2 separate regions of the Rattus norvegicus genome follow, and region 1 is linked to region 2. A link is a contact called in public Hi-C data. All regions are on one chromosome and are shown on one strand. The core of a region is the stretch at or near the end of the contact, and the rest is flanking DNA. Distances in the headings are between cores, read along the strand shown.

What was found. A called contact is a pair of places that touch in the nucleus more often than the background predicts.
Region 1: a contact with region 2 is called in a Hi-C map of kidney, with 4 times the contacts expected there. The contact joins the promoter of Trmo here to the promoter of Xpa in region 2. A contact is called at or near these places in 2 of 12 Hi-C or Micro-C datasets (frontal cortex and kidney) and 1 of 1 datasets of contacts at active chromatin or transcription factors (oligodendrocytes).

Annotation. Positions count from the first base shown.
Region 1 is chr5:65,468,338-65,475,891 of GRCr8, forward strand. Trmo (tRNA methyltransferase O) reads right to left here and starts at 3,682. Exons shown (of 5, transcript NM_001025652.1): 1 at 3,550-3,682; 2 at 2,066-2,240; 3 at 577-734. The coding sequence starts at 3,625. LOC120102868 (a long non-coding RNA gene) reads left to right here and starts at 3,585. Exons shown (of 3, transcript XR_010051791.1): 1 at 3,585-3,840. Hemgn (hemogen) reads right to left here. Exons shown (of 4, transcript NM_133294.2): 4 at 6,891-7,554.
Region 2 is chr5:65,267,940-65,275,482 of GRCr8, forward strand. Xpa (XPA, DNA damage recognition and repair factor) reads right to left here and starts at 3,393. Exons shown (of 6, transcript NM_001399041.1): 1 at 3,169-3,393. The coding sequence starts at 3,340.

The DNA of each region.
Region 1 (7,554 bases), core at 2,432-4,931, 200 kb after region 2:
CCAAATAAACAAACAGAAGCTCTGAAAACATCTGCCTAGGTTATACAGGAACACAGTTGAAACCAATCTGGTCTTCTACTGTGGCACTTCTACAACCTGACACTGCTAAAGCTTGCAGGGTAACTCATCCCAGGAGACACAGCACAGCTGATGGCCTGCCCTGTGACTCAAACATCTCTTCATTCAGCCTGCAAGAGGTTAGGACACCTTTCTTCTGCTTTCCAGAAATGTATAGCAACTGAGCACATACATCACAACTGAAAATAGCCAGAAAGTTTTAATCATCTTGTATTTCCTACATCCCAAGTCTTAAAGAATCTTCTTACTAATCTAATGCTTACAAAACCTATGAGTTCTTAAAAACAGCACTGGCTTTCATAGTGGGCTAATGAAATAAGGTCTGAGCATCTCCCACAAGTCTGTCTTAGTGTTTCCTAAGTGTTCCCAATGCTGACACCCCCAATCCTCACACGGTCCTAAGGGCTGCAGGCTCTCAAAGGTGACACTGACAGTGTTGGCATGAACAGCAGCTAGCGGTTTTCAAGGAGTCAGACAAAGGTGAAGCGGGTGAGTTACCTTCCACCTTCTCCAGCTTGGCCAGTGTCAGTCCTATTGCATTCGGGCGATGGGGGCTCCGTGTGGAGAACACTCCGGTCTTTGCCCCGTTCAGCCTAGGGGGTTGCACTTTTGCCTTGTAATTCAAATGGCCGTTTTTATGAAAGACAAACAAGATCCTATTGAAGATAAACCAAGACACTCGTTTAAGAAGGACAGGCTATTTCTGTACAGTGATTTGGGAAGGGAAGTGATCTCCCACTAATTAACACGAAGAACAGTTCTTACTAAGTTTATCAGTCATAAGAAAATAGGCCCTCCCTCCCTCCCTCCCTCCCTCCCTCTCTCCCTCCCTCTCTCCTTCCTTCCTTGTAGCAAGAGCATCATCTCCATTCTTTGTACCCAGCACAATGACTGGCATGCTGCAGGAACTTAGACTTGTCACATGGCCAAGTGAACACTGCTTCTAAGTGGCTGCTGCTTGCCATGTAATGGACTGGACATTTTCATGCCCATTTTGTACCTGAGCAATCCTAGGAAGTAAAATTTAGCCCTCACTCTGAGGGTAAAGAAACCAAAGTTCAGAAAAGTTCAACTTGATGAGGCCTTTCTAAACAGAATATGAAAGCCAGAAACTATGAAGGGAACTAGTAACAGTTTGGAATTTATTAAACCATCAAATTCAGGTCTAAGAGATGTTTGCTATACACAATGGGTTAGCCAATATTGACAATATGTAAGTCATCCTTACATAAGTCACCAAGGAAAGAACTCAACTCAAAGGACCCAAAGAACCAGAATGTGCAGCTTACACGGGAACCAAAAAACAGCTAGCATGAGCGTCAATAATTAAGATAAACTAAAAACAACACTGTATTTCCCTGGTGGACATGTAAACATGGACAGAAACAGAATTCCTAATGAGAGCAAGTAGTATCCAAATTTCTAAGGCTTTTTGTCTTTTAGGGAGAGTACACTGAACTCTTCAATTCAGCAACTTCTCTAAAAGGTCGGATGATAAGTATTTTACGATTTGTTTCCACTATTCTGCAACTGAAGCAGTTTTACCCTGGTCGTCATACACAATATATAAACCTGTAGGTATGCCACAGACAATGCACAGTTTCAGATCATGCTACAGTCAGCACAGCTGTGATCCCATAAACATACTATATTTGGTGCACAGACCACAGTTTGCTGAGTCTTGTTCTAGAGACCAGCGTAATGACCCACAGGCAGAGTCTAGGAGGTGCTTGGTGTAAGCTAAACAGAAGAGAGCCATAATAATTAGAACAAGCAGTAATTAAAACACGTTCCCTCAGTGAATCACAAGTTCCTAATGGTGTCCAAGGATGCAAACAATCAAATGCACAAACTGAATATGGGAATCTACACATAATCCATAATCATACAGATAAGGGTGGTATAGGTGACAAGCTTCAAAGCTGCCTTCAATTGGTGTACTTTCTCAGGGTCCACGGTACCACTTCTAACTAAGAAAGCAACTTACCAAACATGAGAAAACTGTTCTAGGCCCATCAAGGAATGTTCAGGATTATTAAAGATGCTCTTTCTGATCTTCAAACAGGCTCTGGATTGGCTACAAATGGATGGCTGCCTTGGAGTACCAATCTTGGCTGAGAAACATGATTCCAAGTACCCTATTGGCTCAGTTAAAAGATTCCCTATGGAAGAAAACCGAGTAAGAATCATTACTCAAATGGTCAAAAAAGAAAACCTGTTTTTCTCTCAACTATTAAAAACATGTTTAAATACAAAGTCAGCCTCAAACTTATACACCTCCAGCATCAGCCCCATCCCCTAGCTGCTGGGATCACAACTGTGTAGCAGCATACCATCTCAAGTTTTACTTATAGTTATAAAAATTCATAAATTATATTAATATAATGCATTGATTGTATATTATGAGGTAGAAATTGTAATTTATAATTACTTCTTTTATGTTCTTTGAAGAGACACTCCAGATCTCCATTTTATTTAATTTGCATTAAATCTGTCCTATTATATCTTATTAGTACAACCAGTAAGATCTGGCACTGTCTCTCACAACATGTTTCCTTACTTTTTGCTGATACAAACTCTTATTACTATAGGAATGTAGCACACCTATTTTAAATCGCAGTACTTGGGGTTGGGGATTTAGCTCAGTGGTAGAGCGCTTGCCTAGCAAGCACAAGGCCCTGGGTTCGGTCCCCAGCTCCGAAAAAAAAGAAAAAGAAAAAAAAAATCGCAGTACTTGGGAGACAGAGACAGGCAGATCTCTGAGTTCAACGACAGCCTGGTCTATAGAGTGAGTACGAGACAGCCAAGGTTTCACAGAAAAACCCTGTCTTCAGGGTATGAGTGGAAAGACAAGGACCCTCTATACGGGGGGGGTGGGGGGGGTTAAAAAAATACACACACACACACACACACACACACACACACAATACTTCATTTACTTTGATTGAATTGTATAAAAGCGGACACCACACTGTAAATTATCTATATAAACTAACTGGCTTTCTTTCTCCATCTATATTGTATGTACTTCTGACAACTTTCAAGTTTTCTCCAAGAATATTTACAATTACTGCTGTATAATTTCTGTTTGGGGGGGTTTGTTGTTTTTAAATCTTCATCCATGCTCTTGTGGAAGAGGATCAAAGACAAGAAACTGGGGCCAGATGACAACATCCATCACATGCATCCTATCTCCCTGTCTCCCTAAAGAAAAAAAAAAAAAAAAAAGACCACACAACACACGTGGCCGACACAGCTGCTATGCAGAGACTAAGAGCAGCCCACACCCTGAGTACCAAAAGCGTAATACGTCACTCCCGTTGGCCTTGGAGCGTCACGTGGTGGCCTGGCCACGTGATCCTTACTTTGGCGGCAAGGACAAGAACACACGTCAGGCAGCTCGCGTTCTTCTCGGCAGGGAAGCCGGCAATCTAGCTTAGGGCGCGGCGCGGCCTGTTTCCTAGAAGTTACCTGTCTCCAGGGCCGGCTGAGCGCACCCACATGGGGCCGCTGTAGCACTCGGACCCTGCTTCTCCAAGCCGCGCATGGTTACAGGCCGCTGCGCCCCCCCGCTGATTTCCGCTTCCGCTTCCGTGCTTTGGCGCCTGCGCAGTTGTCGCAAAGTGCGGGGTCTTGGAGAACGACCTCAATGGCGGCCCAGTACCTCGTGGAGGCTGGGTATCCTAACGCTGCGCGGCCCCACCGTTCACCCATCGTGCGGCGACGGCGGTCTCGCGACAGCATGCAGTGTGCCCTCCGAAGGTGGGACGTGTGGCTAAAGATGTACTCGCAAAGATACCCTTGAATTGTGAGCGGCCTCGGTGACCAAAACTAACCATGAATTTAAAGGGAAAGGATGTGAATGGCTCATCTATGATCACATAGCAAAAGCACTGGAGTTTGGGACTTTTTTTTTTTCATTTATTGTGTGCGCGGGAGCATGTCGAAGTCAGATGACAAAATGCCGGAGCCGATTCTCTCCTTTCGCCGCGTGGCTCCCAGGATCAAATTCGGGTTGTGTTAGCCAGTTGCTTTACCCGCTGAGCCGTCTAGCGGCTCAAGAACTGGAGGTTAAATGTTTAAAATTCTCCTTGGGCGTGGGCATACGGGTTATATTTATCACTCTGCTCCACTTTTTTAGTAATAACTATTTGTCGGGAAAGGCCAAGGAAATCAAGAGTGGTAGGTGTTACAAGCAAGCTAGGAGTTAATAAATGGGTACGTTTCTTGTGCTCCAAACCACTGGAACCGAAATGAGAGTAAAGAGCCAGCTCATACATTATAAAAGTAGGCACCAACAAAAATTGTATTTTAATCTCATGCAATATCCAGCTGTCTTTAACCACTTGTAAGATTCTTTCATCCAAACTCTGTACAGGGATTTCAAAATCTTGTTGACTTAGAAGGGGGTGGTGGGGACTCCACCTGACATTACCTGTGATATAAAATATTAAAAATATGTGAGTCCGCTCCCCCCCCCCCCCCTTTCTTGTAGATAACCGTTGTCTAACTAGAGAAACAAAGTTTGAATACCTTTGGGCACCTTTGGGTACAGGCTGTAAAAATGGGTTGGATAAGCTGCAGTCGCCACTAGTCGGCGCTGTTAATAAGACAGTCAAAACTGAAAAGTGAAAGGTGCTAGTCCTCCCGAAGACCTGCCAATCACTTGATAATCTACCAGCAGTGTATAATTGCCAACTGTGCCAACTTCTGAGACTCAAAAAAAAAGTAGACTTGGAGGTACTGGACCTAGGAATCTGTCTTTTAAAATAACCTAAAGGAAGCTGAAGCGATGGCTCAGCAATTCGAAGCAAGAGAATTTTCAAGAGGATCCAGGTTCCATTCTCAGCACCCATGTGGCAACTCCCACCTTGTAGTAACTTCACTTCCCGTGTATCCGATGACCTCTTCTGGCATCCACAGTCACCCACGCACACATTTAAAAGCCCGACCTGGTAGCTCAAACTTAAATCCCAGCACTGGGGAGGCAGAAGCAGGCTGACCTCTGAGTTGGAGGTAAGCCAGAGCCACAAACACAATTTTTAAAAATTCTTCAGTAGCTCAGGCATGCCCAGATCCCTTCCTACCACACAAGGAGGCAGCACAAAGTGGAGCTTAGGTGGATTCTGGGAGATTCTAATCCATTACCTCAAAGCTCTAAACCAACAAGAAAACAGGAATAATTTGATTCACTCTGGTGTCTAGATAGGAATAGTAAGAAAATAATGAATTTATAGGGAATGGTAGAAGGAAACAGGACAAGGGGTGATGGAGATGGCTCAGTGGGTTAGGCACTTGCCACACAAGTAAGGGACTAGACTTTGGGTTCCTGGCACCCACGTAAATGCTGAATGGATGTAGTGGCCTACAGGTAAGGACAGGTAATTCCTGGAACAAGCTGGATAGTTAGACTATCCCAAGTATTGGGCTCTGGGTTCAAGTAAGAGCTCCTGCCTAACTATGTAAGCTGGAGAGCAATTGAGGAAGACAGACATCACCCTCTGGTTTCATAGGCATGTACCTATATGGGCAGCTATGAACCAGCACGCCAGTACCTGAAAGCCCATAAAACAAAATGGCTAGGGGTGTAGCTCAGTGCTTGTCTAGTACGTACAAAGTCCTAGCATTGGATAAAGCCAGGTGTGGAGACATGCTCACAAGGTGAGTTTCAAGTCATCCTGGGACATATAAGACCCCATCTTCAAAAGGACCAACAAGAAAAGATAAACCCGAGTGGTTAAGAGCATTTGTCGCTCTTGCAGAGGACCTGGGTTCAATTCCCAGCACCCACATGGACACACAAAGCTCTCCATAAATGCAGTTCCAAGGGATCTGATGCTGTCTTCTGACTTCTGTGGGCACCAAGCATTGCACGTGCACGCAGGAAGCACTCGTACTCATAAAAATACATTTAAAAATGTAAAACCTTAGACATAAAGCCATAAGGACAAAAATGTCCATGTGTAGATGTCACATAAAGTATAAAACCCTAAGGGAGAGTCCTGAGCGCCTGTATACTTGAAGGCTCCCCTGGTGGCTCGTGCTGCTCTGTGCCACCCCCTGCAGGGGAACAGGCTTGTCTTTTTGATGTAGCCTCAGAGTCTAGCACGGTCTTGCTGAATGAGCTTTTATTTGCCAAAGTTATAAAAAGCCCAAGGAAAATCCAAACTAACAAAATATCAGGGAATGTTTTCAAATATTTTCCCACCCAGCACTGTCTGTCCCTGCCCCTGGTCTCCTGTCCTTTTCAGGTCACTGTGACCATTGTCATCAGATGAATTCCTGAAATATGAGAACTTCAGCTTCGCTGTGGAAAAGCCTTACTCCTCAGTTTCCTGATAAACTATTAGGTCATGTAAGTCTACAAGTCTATCAGGGCTAAAGACACGGCTTCACTGGTTAAGAGTACTTTCTATGGCCCAGTGTGGTGTGTGTGCCTTAGTTGCCTCTCATGATGCAAAAAGGTGGGCAGATCTTTTGAGTTTGAAGCCATCATAATCTACATGGCTGGTCCCCCAGATCAAGAGCCTTGGCTCAAGAAAAGGGGGCAGGGGTTCCTAGTACCCATGTCAGATATCTCACAGCCTCCTGTAAACTCCTGGTCCAGGTGGGTCTCCACACATCAATAATAGATTAGCTGCCGTGTGGTAGATTTTTAGCAGGTAAACCAACTCTTCCATATGGACCTGACATTGACAGTTAGCATGAAGTTCACTTGACCTTGAACTGTACGGCCCTGGGTCTCCTGTACAGATTCTCCCCGTCCCTCCCACTGCATGCGCTATTCATACGGCGCCGACACTGTTTCCTTTGGTTTGGGGGAGTTTATTAATAATACTTTAACATGGATTTTAAGCATGAGGTTTAAGAGAAAGAGCCACAGAAAGGAAACCACTGAAGAGCTAGGGCGTAGGCTGCTCAGAGAGGAGCCTGTTGCACTCGGCACTTTTCTTTTGGAATAATTTTTTTCTGCTGTGTTCCTCCATGTGATCAGATTAACCTAGTGAGCAAAGGCACTGAGCCATTTAGGCGTTTTACAACCCCAGCATAAACCAAGATGCTGTCTTGGTAACACAGCTAAAGCCATAGAAATGACGATGTACATTTTTTTTTACAAGTAACAGTTTAAAAAATAGAAATAAAAAGTCCAGGTTCACACAGAAATAAATGGCATTTATCAATTCAAAAAAAAAACTTGCAAGAATTTTTAGAATAAGAATTGTTCTGATTAACTCAAAGAGACATGTAAAGTTTGAGTAAAATTCTGATGTTGCTACAACCTCACTAATTGACAAAATTCACAAGAAACTATATACTTTCAAAATGCTAAGTGTTCATATTAAATTGCTATCTTTTCCTCAGAATCACTAAATATATGTTTCTTCTCAGAGGGGAAAATCAATTACTCAGCCTTTCCCCGCTCTTACTGTCTTCCCCCATATACAAATACACACTGTCAGGCGCTCACACAGGCGC
Region 2 (7,543 bases), core at 2,143-4,642:
TTAAGAAACGGGGCCTTTGAAGAGCTCTCCTACAACCAGAACAAATCTGTTGTGGTAAAAATAAAAAAAGGCAAAACCGGTTCTTGGGTGTACTCTTGTGGTCTCACTCTCCCTAGTTCCGACTCCGTGGGGCCATAGGAACTAGTGCTAATTTATCTCAGGGATTCCATGTTGCCCCCAAGTACTCACTGACCCAAGCAGGTCATTGCCACACCAGTTTCACATAGAGACTGCCTATCTGGAGGCTCTCTTACTGTGGACTCTGTTCACATTCCCAGCATCCACCCCCTGGTCGCAGCAGCCACTACCCTCTCATAACTCTCTGCCACTGTTCTATTTACATTCCTAACATCTGTCCCCTAATAGTTATGTATAAACTCCCAACAACCTGTTAAAATCAAGACTCAACAAACTGCAACCCAACAATGAGATTTATATGTTAAATTCTCAATCCACAATGCATCCACACAATAAACTGACCAGTTGATAAGGATGTAAACCGCCCACCTATCCATCCCAGCTACCTTGGCAACTCAAGGCCACCCGAATCTGGTTCATCCTTCTCCGTCTCCATCTTGATTCTCCCTCCTTCCCCTTCTCTCCCGCCTTACAAAAACTTTGTCCCAGCCTTAATTTTTACCATCCAATCATGGCCTTGACCTAACTCGTGCCAGCCCTCACCTGCATAATGACATCAACCTACACAAATCCACACCAAACCCCAAAGCTCGCAGCACATCAGAGGCTTAGCTCCAATTACAAACAAGACAAACCACTCAACACTATTCAACAAAAACCTATACCCCTAGAATTTCTCCAGTGAATTCCAGCCAGGGGCCCTCACTTCCAATCGGATGCTATCTAGTCAGAGCTCACAGGCTGTGGGTTCAGTTCCTGCCTGCCCAACTTCAGATGCTAACTGCAGACTAGGGACTTTGATCGGACTGGATATATTACAGTGTTTCCAAAACTGCTTCCCTGGTTGCAGTTAATCTCCCTACTTACATTCACTAACCATTTGCAAAGGATTTTAAATACAAATGAAAAGTCAAGTAAAAAGATACACCGGGCAAAAGGAGTTGCAATATGGGAGCTTCCGTCCCCATACTCAGGCCCCAAACGCCTGACTTCCAGAGAGCTACCCAGGTATAGGGCACACATCACATTTCTACTTACAATATATCTACAGTAAACCACCAGGTTGGGAATAGTGGAAACACACCAAATCCCAAGTTTCTAGATAGCAGCCAAAGTAAAGCCTTAAGCCTTCCTGAGGATGGTTCCAGTCCCGCTCTGTAAACTCTTTTCTACACGAGGCTTGGTAAGACAGGGACCACAACCTTGAGGAGAAAGGAGAGTAGCAATAACTAGTCTTTACTCTGAGGATTCTATACTAGACACTTGTCAAAAAAAAAAAAATCACTTTAAGAGGATCAGAATAACCAGAACTGAAAGCGAGCATGGGGTGAGCCTAGCTGGGAAGTGTCTGAGGATCTAGCTGCAGAAGCAAAGAACAGAAATGATTTCCCACGACAGCAAACTGAAGGGAAAACTCACTCAGTATAAACTCTGAAGGAGAAACCCCTTTCTCCCCAGGGTGGTGAGTGAAATGAGGAACGGGGTACTCAAACAAGATACCAGAACTCCCTAAAATAAGGGAACTCCCTTGTTTCCAAGGGCAACAAAACTTACCAGGTGGACTGGCCAACCTTGCCTAACTTAGGCTACTTTTCTTTTCTTCTTCTTCTTCTTCTTTTTTTTTTTTTTAAAGATTTATTTTATTCATATGAGTACACCGTCCCTGTCTTCAGACACACCAGAAGAGGGCATCTGATCCCATTACAGATGGTTGTGAGCCACCATGTGGTTGCAGGGAGTTGAACTCAGGACCTCTGGAAGTGCAATCAGTGCTCTTAACCGCTGAGTCATCTCTCCAGCCCTAGGCTACTTTTCTTTTTCCAGCCCAGGGTCTTGAGCACACCAGGCAAGCATTCGACTAGCGAGCTACATCCACAGCCCTCTGTCTGGTTTTTAGAGTCGAGGCCTCCCTAACTTGCTCAGGCTGACCTGGAACTCTATCCCAGGCAGTTCTTGAACTCAGGATCCCCCTGCCTCAGCCTCCCCAGCAGCTCTGGTTACAATCTGTCTCAGCAACAGACTACTTCTGCTCTTCTAGTTTTCCCGATGTTCTGGACTCCTCGTGTGGAACTGAACGATTCTGTCTCCCTACTTGCCAGGCTGTTTGAAGTTGTAGAAACTCTCATGGCTTTAGATGTTCCCAGCAGGTAGAAGGACAGTGGTGAGACATGTATCTAACAGTGTCTATCTGTATATGGATAATGAGAAACCGAGGCTGCAATACGGACTTATGAGATCTGCACTATAACCAACAAAGATAATGGAAATTACTTTTTACGTTACAAAATGGCATATGAGGACTTTCAAGTGGTTTTGAAAGATTCAAATCTAAGCTACAAACCAGCTCTGCTGGTCAAGAGTAACAAATCAAATTCAATGGCAAGTCTAAAAGTACAAACTGCCATAAAACATACGCATTATTTAGTATTATTATTTATTAACATACTGCCAAAACAAGTACTACACAAACACACGCACTATGTGGAGTCGTGAGAAAGGGATAAAAAAGTAAATTACTTTTGTAGAAATAACTCAGGTGAATTACTCCCAAGAGAAATGCCAGCAGCCGAAAGCACGACGGGCATTAAAAAGCGGGAAAACAGCAAGGCAGGGGCTACCCTTAGATGCCAAGTATAGCCAAAATGAACCCAGGGCATATGCCACTAAGTAAAACAAGGTTACCAAGCCGTGTCAACTCCAAAGTGCGGGGCTCTGCGGGTGTTAATCTACTTTGCGCTGGAAAGCAGGCGCGGCGCATGTAAAAGACTGGGTCTGGGGCAGTTCTACTGGGTGCTGGAGTGGGAGACGGTGCAGGCTTGTTTAATGGCTGCAAGACTGAAAGTTCTGCACCATAGATGTGCCAAGCACAGGGCACGACAGGGATGGCCTGGGACCGCGGAGATACGGGCATGCACAGCTGTTCCCGCACACCGAGCTGGAGTCGGCTGCCAAGACGCAGTGGGAAGGCTAGGGATGCGGTCCCAAACCCGCCGGATGAAGGCTATGCGCGCGCCCGTAGGGGGCCCCCACCTCCGGTGGCCGCCGCCGCCGGGTACGGCCGCGCCGCCAGCCGGGCCTGGCGCAGCATCAGCGCCCGCTGCCGCTTCCGCTCCACGCTCGCGCGTACGGCGGCCGGCAGCTCCGCGGGCTTCTCCGCGGCCGCGGGCTCCGGTGACGTCCGCTTCTCCTCCGCTGTCGCCATCGCTAACACACTCCGTAAACAGCGCACGCGAATCACTAACAGTTTCTAGCAGCCACAAGTACCTCCACTATCAGGCATTTAAAAAAGAAAGAAAAGAAAAGAATTGCGCCTGCGCAGTCTAGGAGTAGTGGCGGAAAAGACGATGGGAGAGGCATTGCGCCTGCGCAGTTGAGGAGTGGTGGCGGAAGAGATGGTAAAGCACTTGTTGACACATAACCTGGACTAAGCATTGTTGGAGGATCAGGACTTTAAGGTCATCCTTGTCTACACAGTATGTTCCAGGCCAGCCTGAGCTACATGAGACCCTGTGTCCAAAAGTAAAGAGAACATGGAAAAGAGCATCAAGAAAGAATGTCTGTGTGACAGCTAAAAAGCATGAGAAAACAGGAAGACAACAGAGAGAAGTGGGACGCAGTATGAGCTCCAAACCCAGCTGCGGGGCGTGGGTAGAGAGCCAAAGTCGAAACCACGTGGAAAGCCAGACAGCCCCATGACAACAGACTGGCCATCCTGTATAGAAACGAAACCCCTGGTTTCAGAAAACCTTCCATCCAGTGGGGGAATGTGATGTGGCAGTAACTCCCCCTGTGCGGCAAGATGGCTTTGGGAGAAAAAATGCACAGTGTACTCCCCCCTGTATTGTGGACTGCTGTGCCAGGGGGCATGTTCATAGCACCACTGCTCCCAATAACCAAAAGCTAAAAACTGCCCGAATGCCCATCAACTTTTGAATGGCTAAACAAAGCATACATAGTATTACCATACAATGAATTATTTTTCTTCAGCCGTGAAAAAAATGAAGCACCGATCCAGGCTACGACGTGACTGAACTTTGAAGATGTTACTCTAAGAGAAAGAAGCCAATCACAAATGGGTGCGTTTATGGGAAACTCACATAACAGGCAAGCCCACCATAATAGAAAAAAGGTTAGAGGTTCCTGGAGCATGAAACTAAGGAGTAACTGTGAGGAGACATTACAGTGTGGGTACGGGGCCTCCTTCTGAGGTGATGAAAATTCTAGAACCAGACACTGTTGATGATTGCACAACTTTGTGGATGTATTTTCTGGCCAGAGCAGGGGATCTGAGCACCAGAACCCCACCTCCACCCCACCCTACCGCACCCACCCTTGTGGCACCAAGCCTTAAGTAGCAGCACCTCTGATGACCACCGTAGTCTCTGAGAATTTCTGACTTGGTGGCTGAGGGGATGAGGTGACAGTATTCCCCCTAAAATAACCTCTGAGGGTGACCAGTGCTCAGAATCCTGTCCCCGACAAAACATCGAATCTGACAGGTTTCAGGATGCAGCTTGAATGCTTCATACGCCCCAGGATTCTGAAACTCTTGGCAACTCGTTGCTCTCCCTTTCCAGGTAACTCCCTCTCCTTTGGCTCGGGGAATTTTTGTGATAGAGTTTCAGGAAACCAGGTCTGATCTGTGAGCTGGCGCCTCAGCTCAAAGCAGACTCCCTCCTCAGAGAAAGAGTGCGCACCCTGATCAGTATACTCCACTGGGTGACAAAGGCTATGGGTTTGCCCGGAGCCAAACACATGAGTCACCTGGTGGGGGTACAAAAGGAAGAAGGGCAAGAACAACAAATCAGGGGCCATGTCCTTGCCTTTTCTCATGACTGCATCCACCTTCCCACACTGTACCTCCTTCCCCTCCCACCCTTACAGATCCTGGCTAATGAGGAAACTGTGCAAAGGACAGAGAGCGCTGAAACCCCAGTGGAACTGAAAGAGTAGCCTCTGAAGAAGGGAGTCCAGGAAGATGGGGGGTGAGAAACCCTGCAAAGGCCCTGCCAGGACCCCCTCTCTATGTATGACTGGGCTGTTTTTCCTCTAATTCCCTGAGGTTTTACCCCTTAAATGTGGTCACTTTGACCATCATTGACAGCCACTCACAACACAAGAACATCTGTGATCAGGTTTTCATGGCATTAAGAGCAGGAACTGCTCAGTCCCCTGTTACTTCAGAGCCATCACATCAAATATGGCACACAGGAACTGCTTTGCAAATGGTTGCTAAACTCGGTAAGTTTAATTTTATGTCAAATAGCCCTAGTTGTGTATCTGACCTGCACTGAAACACAAATTCAAAGCCGAATCTTTTTTTTTTTTTTTTGGTTCTTTTTTTCGGAGCTGGGGATCGAACCCAGGACCTTGAGCTTCCTAGGCAAGCGCTCTATCACTGAGCTAAATCCCCAACCCCTCAAAGCCGAATCTTGTTCCTGCTTCCATGCCTGTTTAACAGGAGTAACGGGAGACACTCTAAATGGCTCAGGTTCCTGTCTAGTTCTGTCTCTGTTTTAGTAATAACACAGCCAACATCTCCATGAAGCTGAGTATACACAAGGTTTTTGGTTTGTCTTGAGACAAGGTCTCTCTCTCTCTCTCTCTCTCTCTCTCTCTCTCTCTCTCTCTGTGTGTGTGTGTGTGTGTGTGTCTGTGTGTCTGTGTGTGTTTGTGTCTGTGTGTGTGTCTCTCTGTGTGTGTCTGTGTCTCTGTGTGTGTGTATGTGTGTGTGTTTGTGTCTGTGTGTGTATGTGTGTGTGTTTGTGTCTGTGTGTGTATGTGTGTGTGTGTCTCTGTGTGTGTATGTGTATGTGTTTGTGTCTCTGTGTGTTTGTGTCTCTGTGTGTGTGTGTCTGTATGTGTCTGTGTGTGTCTGTGTGTGTGTTTGTGTCTCTGTGTGTGTCTGTGTCTCTGTGTGTGTGTGTCTGTATGTGTGTCTGTGTGTGTATGTGTGTGTTTGTGTGCCTGTGTGTGTATGTGTGTGTATGTGTTTGTGTCTCTGTGTGTGTGTATGTGTGTGTCTCTGTGTGTGTTTGTGTCTGTGGGGTGTGTGTGTGTGTGTGTGTGTGTGTGTGTGTGTACTGACTGAAGACTGGCCTCAAGCTCACAGTCCTATCTCAGCCTCCTGAGTGCACAGATCAGTTTAGAGCATCCAGAATTCAGCAATTCACAGGATCCCCAAAACCACTCAGTGAGTGTACTCACTAGTCCTGCTTCACAGAGGAGAAAAGTAAAGCACAGAGTTGGCTCAGAACTTCTGTGAGACCAAACACTCACAAGTGAGAGCTCTAGCACTAATTACAAGTCTCTCCAGGAGAATGAGACTTTCACACCTCTTTCACTGGTCTGCCTTGTCTGGGTTGGTCCATTGTGGTGTTTTGGGATCTCCCCTGTGGCTGACAGAGGGCCCTCACCCAGGGACATCCGTGTCAATCTCAAGCCTGGTCCAGAGCGACTGCTGCCTATCAGAGGCCACTGAACATGGTCTAGGGTCCACACGTTGACAGCTTTGGACTGCGGCCACACTGTGGAGCATTGGACTTTTGAGTCCCTGATCTCTTGTTACCCATGATTGGGGGAATTCCTTCAATCACCGTCACAGCATGGTGGCTGCAGCTCCCAGCCACAGACCTCTTAGATTTACTGGTGAGTGCTTCCTCTAATAGTTACCGCTCTGCCAAACAAATAAAGTAGTTAGAAGATACATTTCATTTTGGAGTTTTCACTATGCCTTGGAAGTGACCCAGTGTCTCTGCCTCTGGCCCTGCCTTGGCCCTGATGCTACTGGCTTCATTCAGTCCTTGCTGACTCTAATCTGAGCAGCCTCTGCCCCGATGCTGGCTCTACATCGATCCTCCACATAGCCATAGCCTGGCTACAGCACATTCTACAGCATTGCCCAGGCCTCCGCTCAGACATCATTAATCGACTCCTTGTCACAGAGTCTAAGTTCACACCTGGTCCCAGCAGCCTTTGGAGGACCTGCCCCCATCATCCTGAAGGAAGCTGCCCTTTTGCAGACCCTCCCTGCTCTGCACCTGAGCTCAACTCCTACGGATGGATGCTCTCCCTGCTCTTTCAGTCAGCCTTCGAGTCTGCTCTCGTCATGGAGTTCATTCATGAGTTCACTATGTACCTGCTTCCAGCCAGCTCCTGGGCTGAGGACCCAGCACACGGCAATGAATTACTCATCCTCTTCCTCTCCAGGAGCTCCGGGTCTAATCTCGTCTGGTCACATGACCACCTGTCACACTCTTATCTGAAAGGACTCTCTTCTCCACACCTCGAAGCTCTTTCTTGATAGTACTTCTCTGCCCATCTGAAACCTATCCCTCACCCTCAGCCCATCCCCCAACAAGCACCATCCATTTCCAATGACGCCAGACCTCTGGATGGTACAGAA